Regions from separate parts of the Mus musculus genome. Here all the other regions are linked to region 2. A link is a contact called in public HiChIP or PLAC-seq and promoter capture Hi-C data. All regions are on one chromosome and are shown on one strand. Each heading gives the region's core, a stretch centred on a gene start, on an enhancer-like site or on the middle of the called end of the contact. The rest is flanking DNA. Distances are from core to core; before and after follow the strand shown. Region 1 holds the start of 4930426L09Rik (RIKEN cDNA 4930426L09 gene). Region 2 holds the start of Msrb2 (methionine sulfoxide reductase B2). Region 3 overlaps Pip4k2a (phosphatidylinositol-5-phosphate 4-kinase, type II, alpha). Region 4 overlaps Pip4k2a (phosphatidylinositol-5-phosphate 4-kinase, type II, alpha). Region 5 has its middle 53 kb from the start of Gm33592. Region 6 has its middle 77 kb from the start of Gm33592. Region 7 overlaps Pip4k2a (phosphatidylinositol-5-phosphate 4-kinase, type II, alpha).

Region 1 (3,792 bases), core at 810-3,309, 370 kb before region 2:
CTTTACAAAACCAAACATAACTAAATTAGAGACTTATGGCAATGGAAAACTGTAACTTTGCTTTCTGAAATAAAACGGGGGGGGGGGGGTGCATTGTTGTCTGCTGTTTTAACAGTTGACATTCCTAACAGCTAAAGATGTCAGTAAAATGAACCCCAGTAGACCCAGCAGTAAAGTAATAGATTTCTCAACTCTTTAAAACGTTCCAGATAAACACAATCATCTTCATATTGCTTCACCTTTCTCCAGCTCTGCTTGGGAGGAAAACTATAAATAAAAGATACTGAGCCATTTTAAACAACTCTGTTAATTTAAGAGTGCAAAAACCACGCTGGCTTTCTGTCACTTACATTATGCTGAAAGGGACACCTGGGCATCCACTGAAAACAAAAGCAGAGCAGCAGGCTCAAGCTCTCTCTCTGAAGCTGGCTGACTGCAGTAGGTAAGGTCATGGTCAAAATTCACAAGCTCATTGAAACTTTCAAGGCTCAGCCAACAGCGCCTATCACGTTTCCTGAGCCCATCTAAGAAGATTAAAGCTGCAGGAGTTTTCTCGCTGTCAGATCAGCAGGACGCTGTTTCAGCCCCCCACACCGCAGTCCGCAGAGTCTGCAGCCGCGCACCTCCTTACATCCCTAGCTGTGCGCTAGACTAACCCTCCCCAACGCGCACCCCGACAGTCTTTTAAACAACCTCCAAAATGGATGTAATTAACTCTAGACCACCTCGAACTCGCGACCGCCGGGACCCCCTCCGACTATCACCACCAAGGCCATCCTTCTGCAGAAGTCTGTGACTTCTGCCTGGCTCCCCAAGGAGGGGAGGAAGCAAGGGGGAGGGAGGAAGACTCCCCGCCAGGAGGTCTGGAAAGGGCACAGCAGCTGGGCGATGCGGGAAGGGATGAAGAGAAGACGCTCAGCACCAGGGCCATATTTACGTTGCTTTTTTTTTTCCTTTGCCCGTCTTCCCCACCCCCACCCCCCACCCCCCCAAAAAAATTCTCCTAGAGTCTGACAATACTGCCTTTAAAGGAAAAAAGAAAGCTAAGCTCTCAAGCTGCCGCCCAAAATCTTCTGATTCACTCCAGTCCTATCTCCGAGAAGCTCCGGACTCTTCCTGACAGGGACAGGTTCACCTGCCCACCCGCTCAGGGCAGGAGGGCCCATCGGTCCCAGACAAGTGGAGCGATCGCTCGGACTGGGCCCTGAGCGGTTCCCCGCCAGGACTGATAGCTGAGACAGAGTCGGTCCCCGCACAAACTTCCCACTTCGCGGACAGCGAGCACCGACCGGCGGGAGGACGAATGCGGGACAGGACAGCCGCGGAGAGGCTCAGAAGCACAGAACAGAGAATGCTTCTCATCCTGCACCCTCCCTGGGTTCCAAAGGGAGCGCAAGCGCCGCCGGAGAAACCCAGGAGATGGACGCTTGTCGTGGGGTTAGGGGTACCCCAAGAGGCGAGTGGCCAGAGGGCCCGGGACCGACCGAGCTAGCCGGCTAGAGGTCCCCGCCCTGCCACCGCTGCAGCAGGAGGAGCAGAGCCGGGAGGCTGAGCCCGAGGAGCAAGAGGAGCGCGCCGCAGAGGAGCCTTACCGAATGGTTGACCCCCCACATGAGCACGCTGAGCAGCGGGTCGCTGGCCCGGAACAGCTTCACTTTCTGAGCCACGAAGTGCTTCTTCTTCGTCTTGGTCTTGCTCGCCAGGACGGAGGACCCCAGGTTGCCAGGGGTCGCCATGGTCGCAGTCTCGGTCCCCTCCACCGCCGCGCCGCCGAGGCCGGGGACCCGCCCTCCCTACACGCCAGCCCGGGGAGGCAGCTGCATCCCCCGGGGCGGCCGCCGCTGCGCGCCTGCTCCAGCCCCGCTCCGCCCGCGCTCAGTCCTGGGCGCTCGCTCCGCCCGCTCCGCGCGCTCGGCCGCTTAGGCTGCAGCTGCGCTCGCCTCGCGCCCCCGCCGGCTCCCGCCCGTCGCGGCTCGGCGCACAGCCCTCGGCTGGTCCAGGCGGCGGGCGGCTTCCGCGTTGGGCGCTAGCGTCATGACGCAGAGGCGGGCGGGGCAGCGGCGCCGACGGGCGGGGCGGGTGCGGATGCGGATGCCGGACCGTTAAGCTGTTCTGTGCGCTCCGCCACCGGTGCTAAGACGAGCACTCTCCTGGCGGCCGCGATCCGTCTGGGGAGGCTGCTGCGGAGTGTGGAGACTCGCGTGAGCATGCCTTTCTCGCTCCTGGGGAGGAGCAAGGAAAGGATACGGAGCCAAGGGAGCTCCGAGGAGGGAGCCCCCAGATGCATGGGGCAGCCAGGAATGTCCGGGAACCTCCGCTTCCCGTGCCAAGGGCTGGCGAGTTCGTGGGACCCAGAGCGCTTCTTCGGGGCCCCGGGCTTCCCCAGCATCTAGGGAAAGGACCTTGGCTCCTCTTTGTCAACTGTCTGCCAGGGAGTCCCCGCCTTGAACTTCCTAACCTTTTGTATCCTGGTTGGGCCTTCCCATGCTATCGGATACTAGAATGTCATTCCCAACCTACTCTGGGATTCTTCACTGAAACCCCTGCTTTAGTCAAGACAGCCATGCCCCAGTCTGGACCGTTTGCTTGGAACCCATCATTTTGCAGGCCACCCCTTCCTTCTCTTATTCTGGACATGCACCTTCTGATTTGAAAATGTTTAGCCTTTCACCACTACCACCCCACACTGAAATTAGTCGTCCTTACGCTGGCATTTGTTGTTGCAAGTCTACAGTCCTTAGATCTTTCAAGAAGACAAAGAGTAACGCCTGGAACAAAAAGGGAGCAGATCCTGTGCGGACCTTCCTTTTCTTCATTTGACCTTTCAGCACGGTTGCCCCCAAAATCCCCTTGGTCATTCTAACTTGTTAATACTATCCCCCCCCCCCCCCGCCCCGCCGCCGCAATGATTCCTTGCTTCTTCTGGTACCAAGCATCACCATTGTTAATGGCTAAAGGGGGTGAAGATAATAACAAAACCAGCCTAAATTAATGCTGAGAAGTCATAAACTTGACCCACAGTTCCACTAGTTGACCAAATCATTTAACCAGAGACTGATGTTATTTGTGTGACTAGGTATAGCCTGACACAAAGGTCACTTTAGGGACTATGCTATAGATTGTTTGTTACACTCAAAACCAGCAGTAGATAAAAGTACACAATGTTGCAGACCTGTAATCCTGGCCCTCAGGAGGCAAGGCTAGAGGATCAGAAATTCAATATAATCCTCAGGTAGGTAGGTATGTTCAAGCCAAGCCAGGTATCCATGAAACCCTGTCTGGGGGCGGTGGAGGGGCTGTGGGGCTGTACAGTCTTTATCTTACTGATAACTCATAAACTGTCGCCTGACCTCAGAAAAGAGTCTATCTAAACCAATTTTCATAGCTTGCCCACAGGCATCCTTTCACAAGAATCTACAACCAAATTCAGCACCCTACACAGCCTACAAGTTGTTTCATTTCTCTTCCTGTGTTGGAAATAAGCATTCATATTGTTGTTAACCAGTTGGGAGTTCATTTATTTAATAAATTCTCATTGACCCAGACTCAAGAGCTTCACATCATCATTGATTATTGCTCTTCATCACCCCTCCACAGAAACCTGTACCAGCCCTTGTCCTTGAAAACAATTACCCTTTCCTCCTGGTTGAAATGAATCCTTCCACTTCAATGCCTCTGTATCTCTTTATTTGTTCACAATAGCTGTAATGTACTTAATTGTATATTAATAATGCAAGACAATGGGCTTGCTGAAAAACTGAATTCAATGACAGCAAAGAGCTGGGTGAGCCT
Region 2 (4,037 bases), core at 1,036-3,535:
TCCCAAGTGGAAAGGAAAGGCAAAAACAGCTGGTGCAGAGTCTCTGACTGGTTTTCCTAGCAGTCTTCCAGTGGTGTTTGCTTTTGTCGTTTTCCAGAGAGACGTCATGTGATCACCAAGAGCAAGAGAGTGAGCACACTGTGACTCTCCAAAAAACTGAGAGATCTCTATAAGTAAACCAGGAACTGAAAGACCTCTTTTAAATAGACCAGGAAGAGTGTGGTTGGTCGGGCATTTCAGAGACTAAACCATGGAGTATATAAAATCAAGAGTAAACTGTTAAGTGGGTTTTATCAGGTTAAAGCCTTATGGCCAGGAATTCGAAGATTGGCCCATGATATCTCTCTCTCTCTCTCTCTCTCTCTATTTATTATTATATGTAAGTACACCACCCGGCTCAAGAATATTTCTTTGCGTTTTTGTGTTCTTTTAAAAAACCTATTTATATTATGTATATGAGAACATTGTAGCTGTCTTCAGACACACCACAAGAGGGTGTCAGATCTCATTACAGATGGTCGTGAAGCACCATGTGGTTGCTGGGATTTGAACTCAGGACCTTTGGAAGAGCATTCAGTACTCTTGACTGATGAGCCATCTCTCCATCCCATCCCATGATCTTTCTTGATAGGTGGGCATGGGAGTGGGGGCAGAAAGCCCTGTGCCAGGATGAGATGAAAGTTCTCAAAGCAGTGGATAGAGGAAACAGGGAGAGGGAAGGATCCAGGAAGGCTTCCCTCTGTTTTCTGGGAGTGTGAAGATCTGCAGAGATCTGCAAATACTAGCTGACTCCACCTCCAGGGATGCAGATGTTACAGTACTCTGTATACTCACTGACATGTTGATTAATCGGAAAGAACAGAAAGTCCAGAAACAGATCCCTGTATTGATAAAAACAAACAAACGAACCAACCAACCAACCAACCAACCTGGGGTTTCTCCCCAGTGGGTGTGTGCGACCCTGAGGCCGTGAATGCTAGCCATTGCTCTACTACAGAGCTGCATTCTCAGCCATACACTGATTTTGACAAGAACTCAAATGCAGGCAGTAGAGAACAAAAAAAAAAAAATTACCTTATTTTAAAAAATGAATAAATAAATAAAAATTAACTCAGATAGATAATAGACCTAAATGTAAAACTTAAAACTATAAAATTAGCAGAAGAAAACACATAAAATATTTTGTAATATTGGACTAGCTCCATTTGTTAAATATGTTACCCCTAAGCCGCCACAAACTATAAAAAACAAAAACAAACCATCAAACCGATAAAATGAAGTTTAACAAAATGTAAAACTTCCCATCCCAAGACACAATTAGGAAACAGAAAAACACAGCCCACAGTCTCGGGAAGGGAAATTTGTGAGGAAACGATTTGATAATGGCTTTGTGCCCAGAGAATATATGGAAGAACCTTGAAAAAAATCCACAACAAGTAAATCTAATAATAAATGGGCAAAACCATGTATGATTTAGCAATGGCTAATTGTCAGTTACTGAAAGATAACACAAGAGAAGCCTATTACTGTAAGAAGTTTAAGTCTAACTTTGTAGTGATGCATGTCTATAAACTCAGTCCCGAGGCAGGAAGATTCCAAGTTTGAGGACGCTTGGACAACATAGAGAGATTAGATCTCAAAAACCGAAGCAAAACAAACGAACGAACAAAAAACCCAACCAACCAACCAACAACAAAAAAACAGGCCTGAGTAATCAAGTGTAGGAAGGGGATGATGACAGGAGCTTTCATACATTGCTAGTGAAGCAGCCGTTGCCCTTGAGACCTGGCTATTCCTCTTCCAGGTATCCAAAAAAAAGGCATGTACAGGAACGCTCCTGGCAGCTTTGTTTTTGATGTGCAAAAATTAGAACAGCCTAAACTAATGAGTAACAGTTTAGTATAATGGAATATTATTCAGAACAACAACAACAACAAAAAAAAGATTTGTGCATAATGTAACGCAAAAAACCAAGCAGCAATGTCCAGATAATTATGTTGAGTAAGGGAAGCCAGAAATAACCAACTGCAATTAGTATGACTTCTGGAAAACCTAAACAAACTGAAACACAGCAAGTTTTAGACTAGTCATGATTCCAATCGGAGTAAGGTACTGCGGGAGGAGGAGGCAGTGGAGTCCCGGGATATTCCACACACTCCGCGAAGATCAAGGTCAAGAGGAGCAAGAGGATAAGTTAAGTGGTGGGGGTAGGGTGGAGCACCAGAAGAAAAGGAGAGCCTGGAGGAGGGGAAGAGACCTGGGCAGAGGGGAGGGATCCGGCGGAGGGTGGGGGTTGGGTAGGCTTGGGAGGAAACCCGTTGGTGGCAGCGTCATGGCGCGACTGCTGCGAGCGCTGCGGGGTCTGCCTTTGCTGCAGGCGCCTGGACGGCTGGCTCGGGGTTGCGCGGGATCGGGAAGCAAGGACACAGGTAGGTCCTCAATCGCTGCCGTCTCTCGTGGCTTTCGGTTTCACAGTCCTGGCTGACCCTGGGCGGCCTCCTGTGAGGTCCTGAGAGACTGGTCCCAGCGGCCCGCTGCCTGAGTTGCGGAGCAGAGCAACGCGTTTGGTAAACTTGGTGTGCTGGGGGAGCACTGATGCCGGAGAGGATCGAATCTTCTCCTATGCTTGCATACAGTTCGTTTATATGTTACATTTTGGTGTACAAAGTCGTGTTAGGAGCCATGGTGTTGTCAGGGACCCAGTGGCGGTCAACAGCCGTACCTTGTGCGCCCTCTCCTGGGCGGGAGTTAATCCTTGCCCTCCCCCCCCCCCCCCCCACTTCCTTCGGGAGGACTGCTAGTTGCCTCCTGTCCTGTGAGACTGGCCCACTGCACCATCACGGGTGCTGCTGCAACACTATCTTGGTTTTGTGTGACTCTAGGTTTTGAGATGTGTGGGTGAATTATTCTCGTGTTCCAACAGGTTGTTAGTGGCTAAGAGACAGGATGGGGTGGAATGGTAAGTGCTTTTTGCCCTCATTTGTGAATCCGGACACTTTTGCATCTTCCCTGGGAGGAGTAGGAGTCTTTGAGGAGTCCCAGGTGTAATTCTCTGTAATTTCGTGGCCCTGTGGTTTAGCACTGGGCAGCTGCTCTCCTGACCTCCTTTCCAACCCAGTTTTATATCTTATGCTGCTTAGGAAAAGTCTTGGAAAGATCAGGAATTCAAGGCCCATACCTAAACATGATAAAAGCAATCTACAGCAAACCAGTAGTCAACATCAAAGTAAATGGTGAGAAACTGGAAGCATTCCCACTAAAATCAGGGACTAGACAAGGCTGCCCACTTTCTCCCTACCTATTCAACATTGTACTTGAAGTCCTAGCCACAGCAATTAGACAACAAAAGGAGATAAGGGGGATACAAATTGGAAAGGAAGAAGTCAAAATATCACTTTTTTGCAGATGATATGATAGTATATATAAGTGACCCTAAAAATTCCACCAGAGAACTCCTAAACCTGATAAACAGCTTCAATGAAGTAGCTGGATATAAAATTAACTCAAACAAGTCAATGGCCTTTCTCTACACAAAGGATAAACAGGCTGAGAAAGAAATTAGGGAAACAACACCCTTCACAATAGTCACAAATCATATAAAATACCTTGGCGTGACTCTAACTAAGGAAGTGAAAGATCTGTATAAAAAGAACTTCAAGTCTCTGAAGAAAGAAATTAAAGAAGATCTCAGAAGATGGAAAGATCTCCCATGCTCATGGATCGGCAGGGTCAATATAGTAAAAATGGCTATCTTGCCAAAAGCAATCTACAGATTCAATGCAATCCCCATCAAAATTCCAACTCAATTCTTCAACGAATTAGAAAGGGCAATCTGCAAATTCATCTGGAATAACAAAAAACCTATGGTAGCAAAAACTCTTCACATGGCAGCTTATAACTCACTCTAGTTCCAGGGGATCCATGGCACCAGGCATGCACATGGTGCACAGGTATATACGTGATGCAGGTAAAATACCCATACAAGTAAAGTAAGTCTTACAAGGAGAATAAGAACAGAAGCAGGGGATGGTTCTGTG
Region 3 (4,052 bases), core at 734-3,233, 450 kb before region 2:
CAGAAGCATATGGAGTTTAAAAAAAAAATCTAAGAAAGACGTTGCCAATGAAAACAAATGTTACAACGTGGTCTACTGAGAAGGACCCCAGCCTTGGAGTCTAGAGACCCATGACTGAGGCTGGTTTTACTTCTTCATTCAGGGCCCAGAGGCCCCTGATCTCACCCTTTGCCTTTAAAATGAGCTTGAGAAGAGATGTCAAATGATGTACTTTTTCAGCTGGGTAATTTAGGAAGTGCTTGAATTAATTACTTGTCTATCAGACTTCAGAAAATTTACACAAAAAGCTGGATTTCTGGCCTCTTTTAGAATAGGCAGGTTAAGCCAGGCGTGGTGGTGCACGCCTTTAATCCCAGCACTCGGGAGGCAGAGGCAGACGGATTTCTGAGTTCGAGGCCAGCCTGGTCTACAGAGTGAGTTCCAGGACAGCCAAGGCTACACAGAGAAACCCTGTCTCGAAAAACCAAAAAAAAAGAAGAAGAAGAAGAAAAAAGAAACGAATCTGGAAAGCTTCAAAGGAGCACATCTTTCTTCTCGGTCTCACTCTAATATACTCAAATAATTTACGACTTCCTGTGAATCCATCTTGTAAGGAGGATGCTCTCATTCCATGTACCCTGTGAGGTCAGGATTCTATCAGGACAATGGGGTGCTGACAGTCATTCTGGCAGGGATCCTAACTCTCACAGTCCTTTGGGAATGAGGTGCAAGTGGCCATGCAGAAGGTAAGTTGGCTCGTCACACCATGTTCCCACTGGCATCCTCCAGAGTCAAACACATATGCTTAGAAAGTAAGCAATGCAAGAGAGCCATGCATCTTAGCCTGCCAATCACACAGACGTCATTAGTAAAACCCGCAGATGAAGGGAAAGGATTCGGTTTGGAGTCTGGTTTTGTTTTATTTATTTATTTATCGCCCAGAGAGATTTTTTTAAAAAAGAGATTTCACTGCCGGCCTAGCATTAAGATTCCAGAGAGGAAAAGCTGGATTCCTGGTCTCTTAGGCTAGACTCCTGTTTTCCTTTCCAAGCACACAGCAGAAGCGCAGCCAGCTTCACTACCCAAGATCTGCCCCACAGAACAAAATGAGGAAAGCGACCACTATGCCAGGAATGGTGTTTTCCCAGACTCCTGCTTGGAGTTGATGAATTGACTACATTTTTATTTCTTTTCCCTTCCAGAAACCCTACTGGAATGACAAAAGAGGAAGTGGGGGATGAAAACCAAAACAAACCAACAGAAAACAACAACAACAACGCAAAACAAAAACAACAAAAACTCCAACCCCATGGCAAAGACAAACATACCACAGACAGAAGAGGAGAAACCACAGAGAATCTTTAACAGGCAGAAAGGAAGCAGACTGTTACTGACAGAAGAGACAAGGGCCAGGGACTTGGGCACCTGCCTTGTCTCCACGGCTGGACTTCCACATGCAGAGACAAGGGCTGATTCCTTGAGACCAGGTCCCAAGAGGCTCTGGGTTTGAGAGCAGGATACCAGCTGGGCCAAGGAGTTAACAGAACCTGTACTCCAACTCCTGGGCCTGAACCTCCACCCTCTTCCCTGCAGTCCAGGCCACTCTGTTAGGGACACCAGGACACTCCCCCACCCCTTGGGGGAAAAAGCCCTAGAGAAAAAATTCCACCATAGGCAATATTAAGAGCTACCTTGCTTGTAACCCACCCACCTACCCACCAGCCAATAGGCATTACCCTCCATGCACCCAGAACTCACCAACTGGCCACCAGAACCTCACTCAGTCTGGAATATGAACTAATATCAATAAGCTGCCAGATGGCTGGCCTTTGTTTTTCCCCATGTGTATGTGTCAAGTGTACATGCTAAGCCTTTGCCATGATCTGTACACTCATTTCATCAGATGCATCAGCGGGCTGATCCTCAGATTCACACTGTGCTTGTCTTTAGCTGAGTGAAACAAACCCCACAAAGCAAGCAGGTGCTTAAAGGGAAGTCTGCAAAGAAACCTCCGATCAAGCTACTGCTAACCCAGAGTGAGCAAGCGAGCGGGCGCGGGCGGGGGAGGGGGGGTCCGCGGAGCTGACCTTGCTCGGTTCTCTCTAGATCAGTCAATACAAATGCTTTGTGGAATAAAGAACTGTTGTTCAGAACAACAGAAATGACTAGAAAGACTTTAGGTAAAACACGGGTTGCTTTTCAACTATATTTGGTAATGACAACCCACCCCTAATCCACACTGAGGTCTTGAGGATCTGTGGAAGGAATGGCCAGTGAGGGCCTGAAGTCAGTAATGTGTCACATGTGACACTGAGCTACCAAATGACTTCACTAAACTTCATGGTTAATGTGCATATGCTTCATACAAGGTGCCATTAACAGCAAAGCCCCAACACACAAACACTACGATTCCTGTACAACACTATAGAGAAAAGCTCTGTACTCTTACCGTCGTAGAAGTGGCTAAAGATGCACAAAATCCAATGTGAGATCAAATTGGCACAAATCCCTCTGCCAGGTAGTACCTACTGTTGGCAGATGCTCTTGGGGCAGGGTTAATGTTTCAAGACTTAAAAATAGAATAAATTACACACCCTGGGGAAGCTTGCTTCCTAGTTGCACTGAAGTTGATTCTAGCAATCCCTGGCTTGGCATTGCTAAGTGACTGCTACATTGAAGAAAGGCTGTGTGTGGAAAGCCAAGCAGGATGAGTCACACATGACACTTTAGACACTGGTGAACACTGCCAGTCCCCAGAGGGGCAACTCAGCAGAATTCTACCTAGAGGCAAAACCCCCATACATAGTCCTTCCACTTCCTTTTTGGAGGGAAAGGTGAGACTCTATAGTAAGTCAGAAAGTAACACCTCCAGAGAAACTGAAGTTTTGAAACCAGAGTTGTATAAAAACCAGGTATTTGTAAGTTTCCGTGTTTGCCAGCTTGCCAAAACAACTGCACTTGGGCCAGCCATGAAAACTCTTCCATCCACAACTCCTTACAGAATGCTCTACGGAGCCCGTGAGAAGTGTGTCCCAGAGCTCTGGTCCATTTACTACCTGCTTTAGAACGTATCTGTTGGACTTCCAAAGAAGGACAAACCCCCTGGCCAATTTTGAAGTTTTCAGTAAAATATAATTTTATCATTTGAAAGTCAACAACAACAACAACAACAACAAAAGAAAGTCAACAAAATAAAAGTTCAGTACAGCTGGCAGGGGTTGATAAGAGAGGATGTGATAATTTGCCAAATACAGGCAGCGGTGATGTTCTGTCATTATCTGGATTTATGTATTTTTGTGAGGTGCAATTTTCAACAACAAAGCTATTAAAGCCAAGAAGCAAATGGCACAGAACTCAGAAGTAAGCTTCCAAAAAGTCACAATTAGGATACAACTTTGAAAAATAATTAAATAATTATAATACTTGCATCTAAAAAGAAAAGAAAGAAAAAAGTCTTTAATGAAAGCTACAGGTTCTTTGGTGTTCTAATTATTTATATACTTGATTGAACTTTTAGAGTTTGCAAATATGCTATAAAGTATATATTAGCATGTATACATAAATGCGTACATGTTAGTATGGGCACCCAACCTTTCAGTGCTTTGTTTTGAGAATTTTCAGTGTCTTTACCCATCAAACTCTAGGTGGAAAACAGAAAAGCTGGTGCTGGGCTTCGGGGAATAAAGAGTTCCAGGATCTTTCTAACACAGGTTTTTTTCCTGGGCGTAGAGTTGGTACCCCCTTCCCGTCTCACTCACCCCTTCCCTTCCCCCTTCCCAGACAGAGAGCCCATCCTTTCACACAGCCATGTGGTCAGGGCAACATCACCCGTTTAACCCCTGTCAAAACCTCCCCATAGGCTGCTTTTCCCCTGTTAACATGAAGTTTGCTGGTTCTAACCAAGCAGTAATGGGTGGAAACAGCACCAAGGGAAAACTGCATTTCCCAGGCCATGAGAAATAAAGGGAGGACTCCTTCCAACAAGCCCTATACCCAGCTCTGAAGTCTGGTAAGGCCACCGGCATCCTTTCCACCAAGACCCTGGAGTCCTGAAGTTGACTCCAGAGGTGTTA
Region 4 (4,238 bases), core at 803-3,302, 470 kb before region 2:
TGGGGAGATGTTTCGGGGCACAGTATGACCTTTACCATCTAAATCGGAGCAGCTGGGACTTCCCAATAAGACTTTGACAAGAAGGGCTTGTTGATGCTCCTGCGAGGGAAGGGGATGGGAGAGTCATTAAACCGTGGTCAGAGATTCTGCCACATGTTCCCTCCCCCAGCTGTCATTAATCCTGCTCCAGCTGGACGGAGCCTTGGGAAGGCTAAGGACAAGAGGAGAAAGAAGGGACTCCACCCATGCAGCTTTGGGCAGCTGTCACCCACGGGATGGGACTTTCAGTGAAGCAGCTGTCTCAGGATAATCCATGCTCCTGAGGTAGCTCTAATAAACACAGTGTTTTACTGGGCTAGACTTGGGTCAGACTGGTTCTTCAGTTTGTTGTTGGAAAAAGAAAATATTCCCACCTCTCCCAGGAAAGCTGACACAGCAGGGCCACCCAAGGTCCTTCTGTGCTTACAGCACAGCATCTTCTCAAACTAAAGGCTACAGATGGGAGTCAGGGCAACACGGGGCAGGACAAAAGGGTCTGCAATAAAAACAACTCAGTACAAATCACAGCCCAACAGCAATGCCCCTACTCCCACCAGACCCATTTATTTGCAGAGAAACACAGCTGGACTGACCGGTCTCCGGCTTCCTTTTATAATTATTAATCAGGATAAATTGGTGTTGTTAATTCCCAGAGATTTGGGAAATGGCCAACGATTTCCTCTTAGTTTATGAAACAGAAAAACTAATGATAAATGTACACAAACTACAAAATATGCTATATTCATTGGCTATAGCTTTCCTTCTTTACATTTGGTAATTTCATATCATAAACTATCAGTCTTTAAAAGTTGTCCTAAGTAGATATAATGTTCTAACTTGTTCCAAGAAAAAAGCAGACAAAATCAATATTGATAAAAAGTCTCACATTAAGTATAAACTAATTTTAAACTCTGAATTTCTTTTCTAAAAATAAATGAATTTTATCTGTGTGTAATGTATATGCATGGATACATGTGAATGTGTGTGTGTACATGTATGTAAGACGGAAGTTGATGCCAGGTGTCTTGGTCTTTCACTGAACCTGAGGCTCACCAGTTTGGCTAGGCTGGCTGGCTAGCTATCCAAGCCCCCAGCACCCTCCTGCCTCTTCCTCTCCAGCATCTGGATTACTGAAGTATGTTGTTTTATGTGGCTGCCTGAAATCAAAACTCAGGTCTTCGTTCTTTCACGGTAAACACTACACCTACTGAGGCACATCTCCTGTGCCCCTAGACATTCTCTTACTTTTTAAGTAAACATACACTCACTTGTGCGCATATGTGTATGGCCCTGTGTGGTAACTGTTCTTGTCTATCATGTGGGTTTTGGAAATTAAACTTAGATCATCAGGATTGGCACCACGTGCCCTTATCCACAGAGCTGCCCTGCCAATTTCTAAACATTCCTTTTCGGTGGCTTTACTTAGAAACCACTCACAGACCATACCACTCACCTAAAGCGTCCAACTCAGAAGGTTTCGTGAGTTTGCAAAGCCGTGCAGCTACTGTCCTGTCCTTTTTACAGCATTTTTAGCAACCTGTCTACATTTCTGTTCCGATTCCCTTTCTCTGTCCCCTTCTGAGGGTTTCTTGTTGTGGTACATTTGCCTGATCTGGACATTTCACAGTTAAAAGGTGCTGCAGTTGGCCCACACATTTTTATCCAATGGCCCAGAAACACAGGTATCACTGCACGAGGCCATGGGCGGCACAGCTGTGAAAGCTACAGACCCCAGGCTGACCCAGGCTGAGGACGGAGACACAAGTGACCTCTGCTCATTCCAGTGCTGAGCTGTAACTGTGGGGGACAAGTCACAGGCAGCAGATGTTGCTTCTAAGGCTGACTCTGGCTTTCTGGGTAGCTGAGGGTAAAATGTCTATCTGGATGAAAGCTGCGGTTCTAAGACAAAGCTATGGTGATGGGCAGATAAAACGACGTCCCTTTTAAACCCAATCATACAAGTTGGTACTTAAGTTCCCTTTTCCATAGATATGTCTTGTGACATCTGATATCCTGTCTCAAGCCTCAGCAGCTGTGTTTGAGGCTCTGGTGTTCTGGCAGCCCTCGACAGGAAATAAAGCAAGCTAATGAGGGAAGTTCCCCTGCGATGGTCTTCCCGTATTTATAATTGGAAATTTACTGTCCTTCCGCTTTCAGAAAAGGATTAACAGTGCCCTCCTTCCCACCCTCCTCCTCTAATGGTGGGCACCGAGGGTGTTTACTTCCACAGTGGGAGGTCCAGGCTTAGTGGAGCCTCCAAAAGGGGAGAAATCATAAAGGTCAATTTAATTAGCTCATTCCAATCACCAGTCCTTTATAGTTCTCATAAAACATCCTGCTTTAGTAACTGTCACTTCCCCCAGCACCTTCGTTGAAAATACCAAGCATTTTTTCACACTTAACTCTCTTGACCTAATCTCCTATCTCCATATAGTTTTGCTATTTTGCTACTTGTAGCTTGCACATTCTGGCAAAAGTCACTTGTGAAGGGCCAGCGGGATGTCTCAGGGTGGAAAGGTGCTTGCAGCCAAGCCTGATGACCGAGTTGGATTCCTGAGAACCACATGATGGAAGAAAGAACTGAGGTTGTCTTCTGACACTTACACACTTATTGACACTGACATCTCACATTTGCACACTTGCCATTTGTGTACTGTGGCACCTCAGCCCACTCCTTATCATAATTCACACACACTATAAATAAATAAATAAATAAATAAATAAATGTAGGTTTTATTTTAAAAAAATCATATGCGGAACCTTTAAAAAACGTTAGTCAAAAGGAAGACTACTTGAAAAACAATCCGTTCTACCAAGCTCCAATGTGGGAAAGCACTTAGCTTCCTAGGAGGAGCTGTCAATATTATGCACAAGAAGCTGTATTTGTAACTCTTTAAGTCACTGTGACCAAAACAACTTAAGTAGGAAGGTGTTATTTGGGTTAGAGGTTTGGGAGTGCTTAGTACAGCTTGGACCCAGGGCTTGAGCAGGACATCATGGCAACAGAGAGTGGTGGAGGATATGACAGGCGGGAAACACAGAGTGAAGATGGAGCTTAGCTGAGAGACCTGGGAAAGTTTGTTGCCCCACCCCTATCCCATATCACAGATGAAACTGAGACCCACCACGGTGGGTGAACATGGGCATAGTGGCTGAAGACCCAGGGTTCATCTAGACTCTCATGAAGCGTTCTTTTCCCAGTGTGGGCACCTGTTTTACGAACCAGAAGCCTAGACACCTGTTGACAACTCAGGATTATGACTCCATGCCTCAGATCACAGAGTCAGAAGGAAAGAGCGATTATCCCTCAGAGAGTTGTATTCTGGGTTTCCCTTGGACATATGGGAGCAAGCACAGGTGGGCTTCTGATATCATGAGAATGTTAAAGACCAACAAGCTAACTTGACCATCACTGTGGAGTCATTAAAGGTGGACTGTGCTCAAAGCCTGGTGTTAAGTTCTTATTAAAGGAAGTGGGAGCAGTGACCCTAAACACAGAATGGCTTCCGTTTTACAGTACAGCAAAACATTTAATGCTTATCAATAATGAAACAACTATCAGAGAAAAAGACTACAATGAACGGTAACAGAGAACACGGTGCAGGGGCCTCACAGAACATTATGAGAACAGTGTTTTAAACTCTCTGGTGGACTTGATTTTGGAGCTCTAACACTAGATGCTCCGAGGCTCATGAAATGGAAACATTGTGTTTACCTTGCTTGCACACGGGGATGTACAGCAGGTTCCAGGCAGGAAACACAGGCCCAGCAGGAAAACAGTGCTTGAAGGAGGGGTAGAGACACTGTGATGGGGAGGGAGGAGAATCATCTTCTCAACTTTCAGAGAAGAGAGGAAAACATCCAAGAAACGGGATGCAGATTGGGGTGATGTGGAGTGCATCTTATGCTTCTTAAGGCTGAGCATCCGAGATGGAATGCCTGTGTGTTTTAGCCCAAGTGTCCACGAACAGGATGGAGTAACTACCCAGGGCCCCATGGGAATGCGGAACGTGGCTATCCAGGGAGAACAAACTGCAAGAGTGAGCTGGACAAACCCAAAAACTGTGGTGGTTTGAACAATCTTGGCGCATGGGAAGTGACACTATTAGGAGGTATGTTCTTGTTGGAGTAGGTGTGTCCTTGTTGGGGGAAGTGTGTTACTGTACAAGTGAACTTTGAGGTCCTATGCTTAAGCTCCA
Region 5 (3,749 bases), core at 114-2,613, 310 kb before region 2:
CTATTCACTGAGGAGGCACATGATGGCAGGATGTGATTTTTGGATCCTCTTCCCAGTCAGGCACAGCCGCACCTCTTCCTCACACCCTTTTGCTGTTGGTTTTAAGTGCTGGGGGCGGAATCCAGAGCTTTGCACAGCCCCAGGCAAGTCCTCTTCCACTCCAGGGTCTGTCAGAAAGGAAGCATCCATCCCTTCTGAGATCTACCTCGTACAGCCGTCCCTTGGCATCAGTATTCAGATTTTCCATATCACATACTGAGTGCCGTTCTTGCCTCTAATTTTTCCTCTCAGTCTCTTGAGGAACATTTCTGAATCATCTCTCATGTATCTGTCTTCATTTCTCTTCTGCAGTTGTGAAAAGCCCCCCTGCAAACGCTCCTCATGCCGAGGCACCATGTTAGGGCTTGGAGCCTTGCCCTAGGAGGGAAGTGGTGGTTGATTTTAGTCAAAGCAAACAAACTCTTTCCACTAGAAGGAAACAAAGAACAGTAATAAGTAGCCACACATACATCATAAAGAATTGACTCCACCTATGTGTTTTTTTATGTCAAACAGCATCCCAAAGCTTGGGCCAAGCACTGAGATTGGACATGAAAGCATTCCTGTTTTGAATGGTCACATATAAGAAAAAGTATTATTTTGTGTCTATCTCTTAAAAAGCATTTATTTTGTGTCTACCTTGTTTCAGGTGCTAAGAAGAAAACGAAGATGTGCTCTATGGGTGCAGGTGATGCTGGGAAGCAAGGGGGCACCTGTTGTACAGGTTCTGCTCTCAGAACAAAGGTCAGGGCTGGAAAGGAGCAACCTGGAATGCAGGAGAATGAAGTGGAAGTGTGGACTGGGGAAGGAAGAGGGGCAGGTGACAATCTAAGATAGGCAGGAAAAGCAGAACCAAGGAGACTGAGAAATAACAGACCATGGCAGAGAAAGAGAAACAAAATAGAGGTGGGCAAGACCCAGGGCAGGGCAGAGACGTTTATGTGCACAGGGAGAGAGGAGTCAGGCCACTTTGAGGTTATGGCTGTTATTATGGTTGCGTTTCTGTGATTGCTCTAGTGCAAGGCCAAATAATGTGTCCAATGTCACAAGGAGCAAGCATCTTCTCTGGTGGGAAGACAACTGTCTTTGTTACTTTTCTGTTAGTGTGATAAAAGATCATGACCAAAAACTACTCAAGGAAGAGTTTCTTTTGGCCTATGGCTCCATGGTCCAGAGAGTTTGAGTACTCCATGGCAGACAAAGCATGGTGTGGCGGCAGGAGCAAGAAGTGGGATGATCCCGTTTTCATCATCACACACAGGATGCAGGAAGCAGAGAGCAGAACAGGAAGTAGGGCAAGGCTACAAACCCTCACAGCTCACCCCAAGTGATGGACTTCCTCTAGCAAGGTCCTCAAGCTTCCTCAAACAGCAGCACCTACTGGGGACCGAGTGTTCAAATACATGAGCGTCTGGGGAGGCTTTCATGTTTAAATCACCACAATAAATAAGTGGATGCTGACAATGGTGCCAGAGGGCAGCTCGGCCTGCTGTTGACAGGCGAGATATAAGAATATAAACAACTAAATGCCATCTGATAACCACTGGTGTGTGTATTGTTGAGAGCTCCAGCTGACATGTGGAGCTCTGGAGGCAAGCTCTCTGTCTATGAACGCTGACTCTGCCACTTGCTCTGTGTGGTGTTGGACATGTAAGTTTACCTTGAGTATCTTAATCTTCATAAAGTGGAGACACTACAAGCATCTTTTTTACCCAGGAATCACAAAGACTAAGACAAAACTGCACATGTATAGTACTGTACGTTCAGCGTGCACTAAGCTGTGTCACTGTTTCCCAGTGCTATGGAAGCACAGAACAAGACTCCATCTATTCCATGTAGTGAGCAGGGCTTAGCACATTGTACAGGAATCATGTAACCAGATCAAAACAGGCAGAGGAAAAAAAGGAAAGAAAATCTTGTTGAAAAGTGAGCACAAATCATAACAAGGGAAGTAAATGTGAATGAAATTGAAGAACGAGTTTGGTCTACAGCTGCCGGACACTTGAAAAGCCCTGGCACAAAGACACAGACTTCTGAGGTGCAAGTCTGCCTTTCATTACTTTTACTTCTTGAAAAATATTGTGATCTAGGTCATGACTACAGACAAAAGTCAGTTATTAACTTCAGTGGGAGGAGACGCTATGATGGATTTATGATGTGTTTTTGGCTTAGCTTCCTATTCCCTGAGCAATTTGCTGGGCTTTGCTAATACCTTCATTCTTCCGTATGGCCCTTGTATATCTGGCATGTCATCGCAGCCTCCTGGACAATTGCTTTAACTGCATTGTGACTTAACTAAATTGGGCCATTTGCCCGTGTCAGCGAATCAGTAAGAAGCAGCCCAGTGTAATTCGTCATCCATTTACTGTAAGGACACTGTTGGAAATGGCCTTCATTATGTGGCAGTGTGTTCTTTTTATGAAGATCCTTATGAGGCTGTCTTCATAGTCTTAATTTATACGAAGAATATTGCACTTCACCTGGCAAATGGCTCTATTTTATAATGTAGGCACTGCATTCTTGCTGGGCCCTTGAAGTGATTGCTGGGAAGCTTAGAATAGATTCAGAGCTCAGTCTAAGCAGGCACAGTGCATTTCAGGTAGTAGGGTAATTCCAGGCCCTACTTAAACTCCCATCCCCCGTTACTTTCCTTATGCATCTGTTACTCATAGTCTTTCCAAGCCACACTCAATTTTTTTTAAATGTGAATGTGTATGTGCATGTGTGTGTGTGTATATGTGCATTATGTGTGTGCATGCGTGTGTATGTGTGCATTGTGTGCATGTGTGTATATATGTGTGTGTGCATGTACGTGTGCGTGTGTGTGTGTGTGTGTGTATGAGAGAGAGAGAGAGAGAGAGAGAGAGAGTGTGTCGTGTGTGTGTGTGTGTGTGTGTGTGTGTGTGTGTGTGTGTGCCATGGTGTACCTGCCTGTCCCCCCTACAGTCTTGTTTGGGGACAGTTCTCTTTTGTTGTTAGCTATTGAATACTTCAGACTCACTAGCCTGGGAACTACTGGAGCCTCCTGTCTCTGCTTCCCACTCACCTTACAACACTGGGGTTACTGCTGTGTGCTACTATGCCAGTTTTTATGTGGATTCAAACTCAGCTTGTCACATCTGTATGGCAGGGGCTTTCCCCGTGGAGACATCTCCCTGGCCCCTTAATACATTTCAGTGTAGAATGGTAGCATATATGAGGCCTAGAACTGAAGGGCTCCCCTTTCAGATCGGCTTCCACTGAACACACAACCCTGAGTAGGGTAATTGTTTGGAATTGGAGAGTCTCCTTAAGTCCCGCATGTTTAAGTCATGATTTCCAGGCCCTTGCAATGTTTGTAGATGGTGAGATCCTTAGAAGGTAGTATCTAGAGGAAGGAAATTGAATCATCAAGGGAATGGCCTTGAAGGGGATTTGGAATTCCAATGTTTTCCTTTTCCTTTAATTCCTGGATATTAAGGATGATTTCCTCTGCCACGCTATGATATGTTGCCTTGCCATGGAGCTAAAGGCAACAGAGCCAGGAAACCAATGGTGGAGCCTCTGAAATCATGAGTTGAAACTTGTCTTTCTTTCTTATAACTTAAGTTGTCTAAGTATTTGTTACAGCATTTGAAAGCTAACTGACATTTTTATAGTGCCAAGCCTCAGTCTTCTCATATACAAAATGGGTATAATAAATGTTAGCTCATAGAGTGTTATAAGGATTA
Region 6 (3,698 bases), core at 551-3,050, 290 kb before region 2:
TGTTTCTCCTTGTAACTGAAAAGCACACCAGGGCACACTCTTTGAGGCACAAGCAAACATCTGCTCCTCCTCTTCCTCATCTCTTTTCCTACTTATTACTTATAGATAATTCTTGCCCATTGGATCTCAGCCATGGTCAGTGACAGTTATCAGAGCCTGTGCGGCTCTCTCCTCATTTACCACTGCACACTTGGAAGTTACTTTGAAAGGAAGCCCTTTCCTTTTCCATAGTTACACATATTTATTGGTACAAACTCATGAGAAAAAAACCTGTTTTCCAAAGATTGATAATTGATAATTTACTATTATACTGAAGTATTTAAGTGCCCAAATTTAATGAAGCCCCTACTCACTGGCTTCCCTTTTCTCATGGCGGGGAGGTGAATCCCCCCACCAACAGGCAAGTGTGCATTCGTATGGAGTTTGCGCATTCTCCAAATTAGAAGTTAAAGCAATGAGGCCTCTTCCCATCCTCTTTTCTTTTTGTTCTGTCTCCTTTTAGTTTCCGCAGGGTGAGGAATGGAACCTGGGACCAGTGCAGGCAGGTAGGATTTTCTCGCACTGAGTTGTACACATGCCCCAATATTTTTCTTCTACTCACCCCACATACAGGTTTTTCCTTCTTCTTGCCTTCTCTTGCATATTCATATATGTATATATGTTTTCAGTCAGACCCCTGAACCTCCACAATAACAAGCAATTTGTTGCTCAGTTGTATAATGTATCTATAATCATTTCAGAATCACTTTTTCATTTTTTTTTAAAAATCACTACACAAAGCAAATCTTTGAAAAGAATTCAGGAACTGTTTGGAATGTTCTCGTTGTCTGGTCTCTGCCTTGGAGGGCAGTGTCAAAGACGGAGCTCCTAGGCCTCCAGGATTCACCCTTTGGCTTCTCTTCTCTGTGACAGTACATTTGGAATGTTGTTGGGATGTTTGCTTTGACAGCTCTCTAAGTAGTGTTGTGGTTTGAATGTGATGTGGCCCCTCAGAAGCTCATGTTGAAAACCGATTGCCACTGTGGGATATTGGGTGGTAGAAAGGTCCTTTAAGAGGTAGTTAGGTGGGTATTCCAGCTTATCCCATCTCTCATTGTATGGCATTCACTAGTGTGAGAACAAAGTGCTCCGGACTGAGCTGACCCTAGTGTTTTTTCTCTTGGTTCACAGCTTCTCCTTCTGTACCTCCACCAGGTTACAGCATAGGATGAAGGCTTCAGCAGGTGGTTGCCCAAGCTTGGGCTGAGTCTCGAACAACTCTAACTAACTTTACTGGTTTATAAATTACCCAATGACTGGTATTCTGATAGGGCAATGAGACAGTAAGTACTGCCGTTCCAGGTTAGGTCCTTACTACGATCCCACAGCTTCTCCCATTCACAGATGGGCTCAACTCATCTCCACTCCCAGACAGAAACTGATCAGTCTGTTTTCTTCACCCCAGATGCTTCTTATAAATGAAATGCTACATCAGGAGGTCGTACATATTCAGCACAGTGCTCTTGTGGTCCGTTCATGTCATTGGATGCATGAGAACTCCTTCATTCTATCACAGGAGAGTTTCTGGCTGTGTGGACACACACAGCCATTTGTATATCATTTAAAGGTGACAGACTTGCCACTTGTCTCTGTTTTCCTGGGCTTGCATGGGTAATTCTGCTGGGACCATCTGTAAGCGAATCCTCAGATACACATGTCTTCATTTTTTTTTTTTTTTTTTTTTTTGGAGAGATTCCAGAAGTGTCTGGGGCATGCACTCAGTGAAAATCTGCTTTTTGGGAACCACCAAACTATTTCCTGCAGTGGTCATGCCAGTCTGAGTCAATGTTGCTTTTATAAAACGCTGAACATCCTTAGGAAGCCAGATAGCTTATTTGAAATTTTCTTCATTATTTACTTAAACCGTCTTTTTCTTCATGTGAGTAATTTATGATAAAAATAAGTTCTCATTCAGAATTAACACAATGAGAAGAGAGAGCCAAATTATTTCCTCTCCTTAGTAGAAAGTGGAGAGCAATAGGTAACATGGCTAAGGAAAGCCTTGGCCTTAGCCCTACATTTCTTTTTTAATACGAGGTTTCCCTCTATTGTCCAGGCAGGTCTGGGATTTTTATGTAAGACCAGGGTGACCTCAAACTTGTGTCAGTTCTCCTGCCTCTGCCTTCCATGAACCCTCATGCCTGGCTTCAGACACCTAGACTTGCCATTTACTGTTTTCTCCAATGGAAAGGCAGGAGGTGAGAGAGTATGGAGTAAGTTCTTGGAAAAGAGCTAGGTGATAAATTGCCTAAAGCTGATGAACTAACATTTTGAGAAAGCAAAGAAGTCAATGTTTCTTTTAAAGTTTTTTAAAACAAGTTTTTCATTACAAAATTGAATTGAATTTATTTATGTACTTTGCATTTTCACACATGTGCCAGATAGTGGAAGTGTGGAGGACGACTTGCAGGAATTGATTCTCTCCTTCCATTATGTGGGTCCTGGGGATTGAACTCAGGTCATCAGACTTGGCAGCAAGCTCCTTAACCCACTAAGACACCTTACTGGCCCAAGAATATAACTTTTATTTTTTTTAAGAGAAAATGTAATATGGTTCCCAAATTGTTTTTCAATTTTTATTTTTATTTATTTGTTTATTGTGTATGGTGTGTATTGCGTGTATATGTGCATGTGGGATGTGTGTGCTCATATGCATAAGTGTGCAGGATAGAGTAGAATATTGGGTGTCTTTGTCTAGTGTACACTGCCTTATTGGATGGAGACAGTGTTTATCACTGAGCTGGAAGCTGGCTGTTTCAGCTAGCCTGGCTGGCCAGTGAGCTTCCAGGATTTGCCTGTATCTGTCCTCCAATGCTGTGGTTAAAGACACACACCTCTATGCCCAGCTTCTTATCAACATGTTAGAGATTTGAGCTCAGGGCCTCGTGCTTGCAAAGTAAGTCTTCTTACTCACCGAGTCATCTTCCCCGATCCTGTTCTTTAAATTTTGTATGGGCATCAGGACATTTTGGAGTCTGAACTACAGCTGATAGCCCAGTCTTCCTCCTGAAGAGAGATAAACACCAGCTCTCCTTGCAATGTCTTAAAACGTCATGACTGGACAAAACCATGCTTCCAAAAGCACAGTTCAACACAGCTGTCACCTCTGAGACCCCACACAAGCTGTAGGGTGGGCATCAAACCTGGGATACTCGGTGATGCTGCAGGCTTGAGGGCAGCACCACAGGAAAGCTTGTGCCACGTAGCAGACTATCTGTTAATTTGCAAATTAACTTCAGCTAAATTTTAAAATAACTAAAAGTTGACGCTAAAAAAAAAATCACCCCACATAGCTCTTTCAATCTTTTTTTCTCTTCCTTTGACATTCTTGTTTTTCCCCCTTCTGGGTACCTAGCTTACCTGTCATTAGTTGAGGTCTGAATTCAGTTAAGGCAAACGTTTATTTATTTGTTTGTTTGTTTATTTTTGGTAAAGATAAAATTGCTAAGCACCAAGAGCTGAGAAGATAGCTCATCTTGTGGAAGTATGGGGACCCGAAGTGGTCCTCAGTAAAAGCCAGCAAGGGGCACAAATCTTTAATCCTAGCACTGGGAAGCAGACAGGGTTGGATGGGGGTTGGGGGTGGCCAGTCTATCTGATGATCCCTCAGCTCCAGGTTCCACAAGAGACTCTGTCTCATAAATAAGATGGAACACCTT
Region 7 (3,744 bases), core at 352-2,851, 410 kb before region 2:
CTTTCAGTCCATTACATCAGCGCACCACCTGCACACCCTACAAGTATCTACGGCACACCTACTCTACACAAGTCCCCGTGGCGGGTACGTTCCTTCTTAGCCTCAGCTGACAACATGTGGAAGTGCTTTCTAAAAATGTAATTTTATAATTATAGCATTAAAGAATGAGCTTATTTGGATTACTGACCAGGTTTTACTAAAAGAGCAAAAATAAAAAATTTCAAAATAGAAGGCAGCCCAAGTAGACCAAAAACAAAACACAAACGGGGTGGGGGGTGGGGTGGGGGGAGACTTTTTTTAACTGCCTTAAGAGAACACGACTCAGAACTGACAGCCCTGGCATGAGACACCTTCCTGATCCTGCAACTCCTGTGATCGGCACTGGTTACTCTTCACACAGTGTTGACTACTGCAACACGGAGGGCTGGAAACTTTGCAAAGCTGAGATGGCGGCAGCGAGCAACAGATGCATGCAAAGATGGGTGCCAGCACAATGGAATCAGCTCCTGCGAGCTTCCCTTGAAAGTTTTCCTGAGAACAACGCCGAGTAGAATCCAGCAAAGAACAAGTGTCTGCTGGGTGCAGCGGTGCACAAAACCCCAGCACAGGAGGAGCATGTGTTTGCCGTAACCTAAGCTACACAATGAAACCTGGCCTCTAAAACCAAGGGCTGGAAGTGCAGCTCAGTGGCACAGCACCTGCCTGGCACACACAAGGCCTTGGGTTTGGTCTCCAGCACAGAAAGGCATAAAGTAAATCGACAAGCCATCTACTGAAAATAGTCCTGTGAACAAGAAGGACTTTAGCGATCAATATGGTGTGTTTCTTAGGACCTGAGAAGTATATCACACACATGGACTGTCACGTCCTTCCACTCAGAGACCAGGAGACAGAAATAGTGATGGCAGAGCCTCAGTGGCTTTGGGTTGTCAATCCAGGACACCATTTCTTTGTTAATTTCCTAACTTGAGAAGAGCAGACTGGATTGTCTTCTGATGAGATGACACGCTGTGTGTTCTCTGTTGCTAAAATACTGTAGCACGGAGCTGCTGACTAGCATTTTCCAACCACCACTCCCAGGGAAGTGGGCAGACTGTTACCACAAAGGTGGCCTCCAGTCCATTGCTGTGTTTTTTGTAAGTGGCTCCTCTTCTTCCTCAAAGCATTTCTATACTCCTCTCTTTCTGTGTCCGGCATCTTAGAGTGAGTTGCTGCACTGCAGCCTGTGGTCCAGCCCGGCACTATGGTGGGCACCAGCAGTTCCAGCCATTCGAGAGGCTGAGGCAGGAGGATAGCATGAGCAAGCTGCCTAGGTGACTTAGGGAAACTCAAACTGAAACTATGCAGTCTCCTCAAGGATTTCTATTGCTTTTTGAGACTTTACATCAAGAAGCCATTTCAGCAGATAGGCTTATGATGGCATCAACCAAAAATGTATTTCTATCTTTAAAGAATTAGTACTGAGGAGAATTTACAGTACCAACAGATATTTCCAGATAGCCACGTGACTCGTTGCCCACAAGAACCAACCTCTCCTCCAGTCTTCATGCTGACTGCCTCTGCATGTGTCTTATGACGTAACTGAAACAGTACTGAGTGGACGTGCTGCCTAGTGAGGGGTTCTGAAGCCACAGAGCGCTTCATGCACACTACCTCACTCCACAACACAAGGAGTGAGTGAGGCTCAGAGACCCAGCAGACAGAATGTCTGGGAGACAACTGTCAGCGAGACAGCCATTCACAAACCCATGCTGCTCCAGAGTCAGAGAGCAACAGAGAGCAACAGAGAAACGGATTTATTTATCCAACAGAACCTCCCAGAGCTCTGGGCTCTGTTCTAGGTGCTGAGGTTAGAGTCAGGAACAGAAGACGGAAACGTTTTGGGGGGCTCACAAACTTAGTGGAACACACAGAAGAAGGGACACAGGGCAGGGGGCACTGGATGCTCCAGGGCAAAGACATGGTCAAGAGTGGTGGGAGGAGATGGACATTAGTGGTCTATGGGCTCGGTTAGGACGGACCTCCTCGTAACTTCTAGGATCTGTGATGTAGCCAGGGACAACACTCCTCACACTCTCACATGTGCATGCCTGCATGTGTTTAGAGCGGATTCTTTTGCATCTGCTTGCAGGATAGTCTGATAAAAATCTAACCACTAGGACTAGAAACAGAGGGGGAGGCAATATTTTATCACAAGGTATTTTCCTCCTATTTCTTTTATGTTCTCGGTAGGATGTTATATTCATTTTTAAAGAATGAGCATTACATTAAGATAGTAAATGAGGGCTGAGGTGTAACTGAAGAGTAAAGCGCTCACCTGCTATGCACAAAGTCATGGGTTCAACCCTCAACATCACAAAAAGAAAGACAGCAAATGAATTAGTATCATCGTATTAGCAAACACATATAGTATTAACTGGTGGGAATTCATCCCTGCTGGGTCCTCCTAGTGTGTGTGTGTGTGGTGGGGGGGGGGGGGTGTTCCCTACTCACAGTGGCTGCAAGGGGTCAGACTGAAACTTAAAAAAATAACAACTTACTAAAAGAAGAAACAAGCCGGGCATGGTGGCACATGCCAGCACTCAGGAGGCAGAGGCAGGTGGATTTCTGAGTTCGAGGCCAGCCTGATCTACAAAGTGAGTTCCAGGACAGCCAGGGCTATACAGAGAAACCCTGTCTTGAAAAACCAAAGAAAAGAAAAAGAAAAAGAAAAAGAAGAAGAAACAAGGGACCCCACAGATATAGCCTTGGAAAATATCTAGGTATTTAGAAGGACAGGCCAAAGAACAGTTCCCTGATAGCTCCAAGTAGGGGCAGCCTCAGGGGTGGTATTGATAGCCCATCTCAGTCCAGACCAGCTGTTATACAAGCAGCAGTGGCCACACAACAGCAAGCACCTTCCTACCATGCAGGACTCTGTAGAACAACTGGCAGAGAGGGCTCTGAGAAACTCAGTAAGGGGTTCGGGGGAGGGGAGGGAGTCCACCATTTTCTCTATTGTTGAAACGTTTTAAGAGTTTTCATTAACAAAAAGATCTTTGAAAATACCCTCAACCCCACTTCATTATCGGATTCCTGCACATTCCTTGCCTGAGTTTAGCTAACGGGAAGCAATATGAGCCTCCCAGAGCACTAGGAAATGTTCCTAAAATAACGCAAAAATATAAATCAGCGTCTCAATCCAGTGCTACAGCACTAAAGTGGTCCTCTCACTAATGTCTGAATAATGGCAGCAGTTTCCAGGTTTATTAAAAGGATGCTAAGTGAGCATAATGAAGTCAGCATGAGAGGCCACCGAGGGCTCTTAAAGGGATCTAAAAATATGAAACACTCATGGCTATTCTGCCCCGTCTAAAGGAACAGCTGACCATGGTTATTATATTGTCATAGATTTTATAGGACCAGGACATCAGTTAAAGTACCTGCACGGTTTATGTCTTTTGGCTTACGTATTTTTAAGATTCAGTGGAGGTTTGGAGGGCATTACATGTGTATATGCAGGTGTATCAGAGGCCAGGTGAGGAAAAAAAAAAACCTCAGATATCCTGTTCTAACACTGTCTGCTGTCTTCTCTTGGAACAGACTCTCTCACTAAGCCTGGGGCTAATCTGGTGGCCAGAAAGCCTGAGTGACCCTCTTGCTTTGCCCTTCATCTATGCTGAAATTGTAGACACGGTGATGCACAGTTTTTCTGTGTGGGTTTTGGGATCTGAACACAGGTCATCATGTAGAAGCAGCAAGCGC

The links. Promoter capture Hi-C pulls out the DNA fragments that hold promoters and counts their contacts. HiChIP or PLAC-seq counts read pairs in DNA pulled down with a chosen protein or histone mark.
Region 1: an H3K4me3 HiChIP or PLAC-seq map of bone marrow-derived macrophages shows a contact between it and region 2, with 6 times the contacts expected there. The contact joins the promoter of 4930426L09Rik here to the promoter of Msrb2 in region 2. A contact is called at or near these places in 5 of 39 promoter capture datasets (the C10 cell line, hippocampal neurons, liver and 1 more), 9 of 484 Hi-C or Micro-C datasets (Sertoli cells, bone marrow-derived macrophages, cerebral cortex and 4 more), 9 of 115 datasets of contacts at active chromatin or transcription factors (bone marrow-derived macrophages, cardiomyocytes, craniofacial prominence and 3 more) and 2 of 9 other capture datasets (adipose tissue and liver).
Region 3: a promoter capture Hi-C map of pre-B cells shows a contact between it and region 2, with 2.5 times the contacts expected there. The contact joins the enhancer-like site here to the promoter of Msrb2 in region 2. A contact is called at or near these places in 7 of 39 promoter capture datasets (the C10 cell line, cranial neural crest, hippocampal neurons and 3 more), 5 of 115 datasets of contacts at active chromatin or transcription factors (acute myeloid leukemia, bone marrow-derived macrophages, double positive thymocytes and 2 more) and 2 of 9 other capture datasets (adipose tissue and liver).
Region 4: an H3K4me3 HiChIP or PLAC-seq map of bone marrow-derived macrophages shows a contact between it and region 2, with 8 times the contacts expected there. The contact joins the enhancer-like site here to the promoter of Msrb2 in region 2. A contact is called at or near these places in 9 of 39 promoter capture datasets (the C10 cell line, cranial neural crest, embryonic stem cells and 5 more), 1 of 484 Hi-C or Micro-C datasets (bone marrow-derived macrophages), 8 of 115 datasets of contacts at active chromatin or transcription factors (acute myeloid leukemia, bone marrow-derived macrophages, double positive thymocytes and 3 more) and 3 of 9 other capture datasets (adipose tissue, liver and pancreatic islet).
Region 5: a contact with region 2 is called in an H3K4me3 HiChIP or PLAC-seq map of bone marrow-derived macrophages, with 6 times the contacts expected there. The contact joins the enhancer-like site here to the promoter of Msrb2 in region 2. A contact is called at or near these places in 1 of 39 promoter capture datasets (pre-B cells), 3 of 115 datasets of contacts at active chromatin or transcription factors (bone marrow-derived macrophages and microglia) and 2 of 9 other capture datasets (adipose tissue and liver).
Region 6: a contact with region 2 is called in an H3K4me3 HiChIP or PLAC-seq map of bone marrow-derived macrophages, with 5 times the contacts expected there. The contact joins the enhancer-like site here to the promoter of Msrb2 in region 2. A contact is called at or near these places in 3 of 39 promoter capture datasets (the C10 cell line, pre-B cells and stem cell-derived epiblast-like cells), 1 of 115 datasets of contacts at active chromatin or transcription factors (bone marrow-derived macrophages) and 1 of 9 other capture datasets (liver).
Region 7: a contact with region 2 is called in an H3K4me3 HiChIP or PLAC-seq map of bone marrow-derived macrophages, with 2.8 times the contacts expected there. The contact joins the enhancer-like site here to the promoter of Msrb2 in region 2. A contact is called at or near these places in 7 of 39 promoter capture datasets (the C10 cell line, embryonic stem cells, hippocampal neurons and 3 more) and 4 of 115 datasets of contacts at active chromatin or transcription factors (bone marrow-derived macrophages, effector CD8 T cells and embryonic stem cells).

The regions. Positions count from the first base shown.
Region 1 is chr2:18,996,260-19,000,051 of GRCm38.p6, forward strand. 4930426L09Rik (RIKEN cDNA 4930426L09 gene) reads left to right here and starts at 2,060. Exons shown (of 1, transcript NR_024323.1): 1 at 2,060-3,545. It overlaps Pip4k2a (phosphatidylinositol-5-phosphate 4-kinase, type II, alpha), which reads right to left and starts at 1,862. Exons shown (of 10, transcript NM_008845.4): 1 at 1,593-1,862. The coding sequence starts at 1,736.
Region 2 is chr2:19,369,351-19,373,387 of GRCm38.p6, forward strand. Msrb2 (methionine sulfoxide reductase B2) reads left to right here and starts at 2,286. Exons shown (of 5, transcript NM_029619.2): 1 at 2,286-2,429. The coding sequence starts at 2,333.
Region 3 is chr2:18,914,833-18,918,884 of GRCm38.p6, forward strand. The region is part of intron 1 of Pip4k2a (phosphatidylinositol-5-phosphate 4-kinase, type II, alpha); the gene reads right to left. Among named protein-coding and RNA genes, the nearest start is that of Gm33534, 38 kb to the left of the region's middle. Within about 2 kb of position 1,984, at least 102 of the 459 cell types and tissues checked have an H3K27ac peak or open chromatin away from gene starts, as enhancers often do. A contact at or near this core is called in bone marrow-derived macrophages, double positive thymocytes, microglia and 1 more, where this site is marked.
Region 4 is chr2:18,896,014-18,900,251 of GRCm38.p6, forward strand. All of the region lies in intron 3 of Pip4k2a (phosphatidylinositol-5-phosphate 4-kinase, type II, alpha), which reads right to left. Among named protein-coding and RNA genes, the nearest start is that of Gm33534, 19 kb to the left of the region's middle. Within about 2 kb of position 2,053, at least 116 of the 459 cell types and tissues checked have an H3K27ac peak or open chromatin away from gene starts, as enhancers often do. A contact at or near this core is called in acute myeloid leukemia, adipose tissue, bone marrow-derived macrophages and 2 more, where this site is marked.
Region 5 is chr2:19,058,113-19,061,861 of GRCm38.p6, forward strand. No RefSeq gene overlaps it. Among named protein-coding and RNA genes, the nearest start is that of Gm33592, 53 kb to the left of the region's middle. Within about 2 kb of position 1,364, at least 58 of the 459 cell types and tissues checked have an H3K27ac peak or open chromatin away from gene starts, as enhancers often do. A contact at or near this core is called in adipose tissue, bone marrow-derived macrophages and microglia, where this site is marked.
Region 6 is chr2:19,082,456-19,086,153 of GRCm38.p6, forward strand. No RefSeq gene overlaps it. Among named protein-coding and RNA genes, the nearest start is that of Gm33592, 77 kb to the left of the region's middle. Within about 2 kb of position 1,801, at least 6 of the 459 cell types and tissues checked have an H3K27ac peak or open chromatin away from gene starts, as enhancers often do. A contact at or near this core is called in bone marrow-derived macrophages, where this site is marked.
Region 7 is chr2:18,957,655-18,961,398 of GRCm38.p6, forward strand. All of the region lies in intron 1 of Pip4k2a (phosphatidylinositol-5-phosphate 4-kinase, type II, alpha), which reads right to left. Among named protein-coding and RNA genes, the nearest start is that of Pip4k2a, 39 kb to the right of the region's middle. Within about 2 kb of position 1,602, at least 72 of the 459 cell types and tissues checked have an H3K27ac peak or open chromatin away from gene starts, as enhancers often do. A contact at or near this core is called in bone marrow-derived macrophages, effector CD8 T cells and pre-B cells, where this site is marked.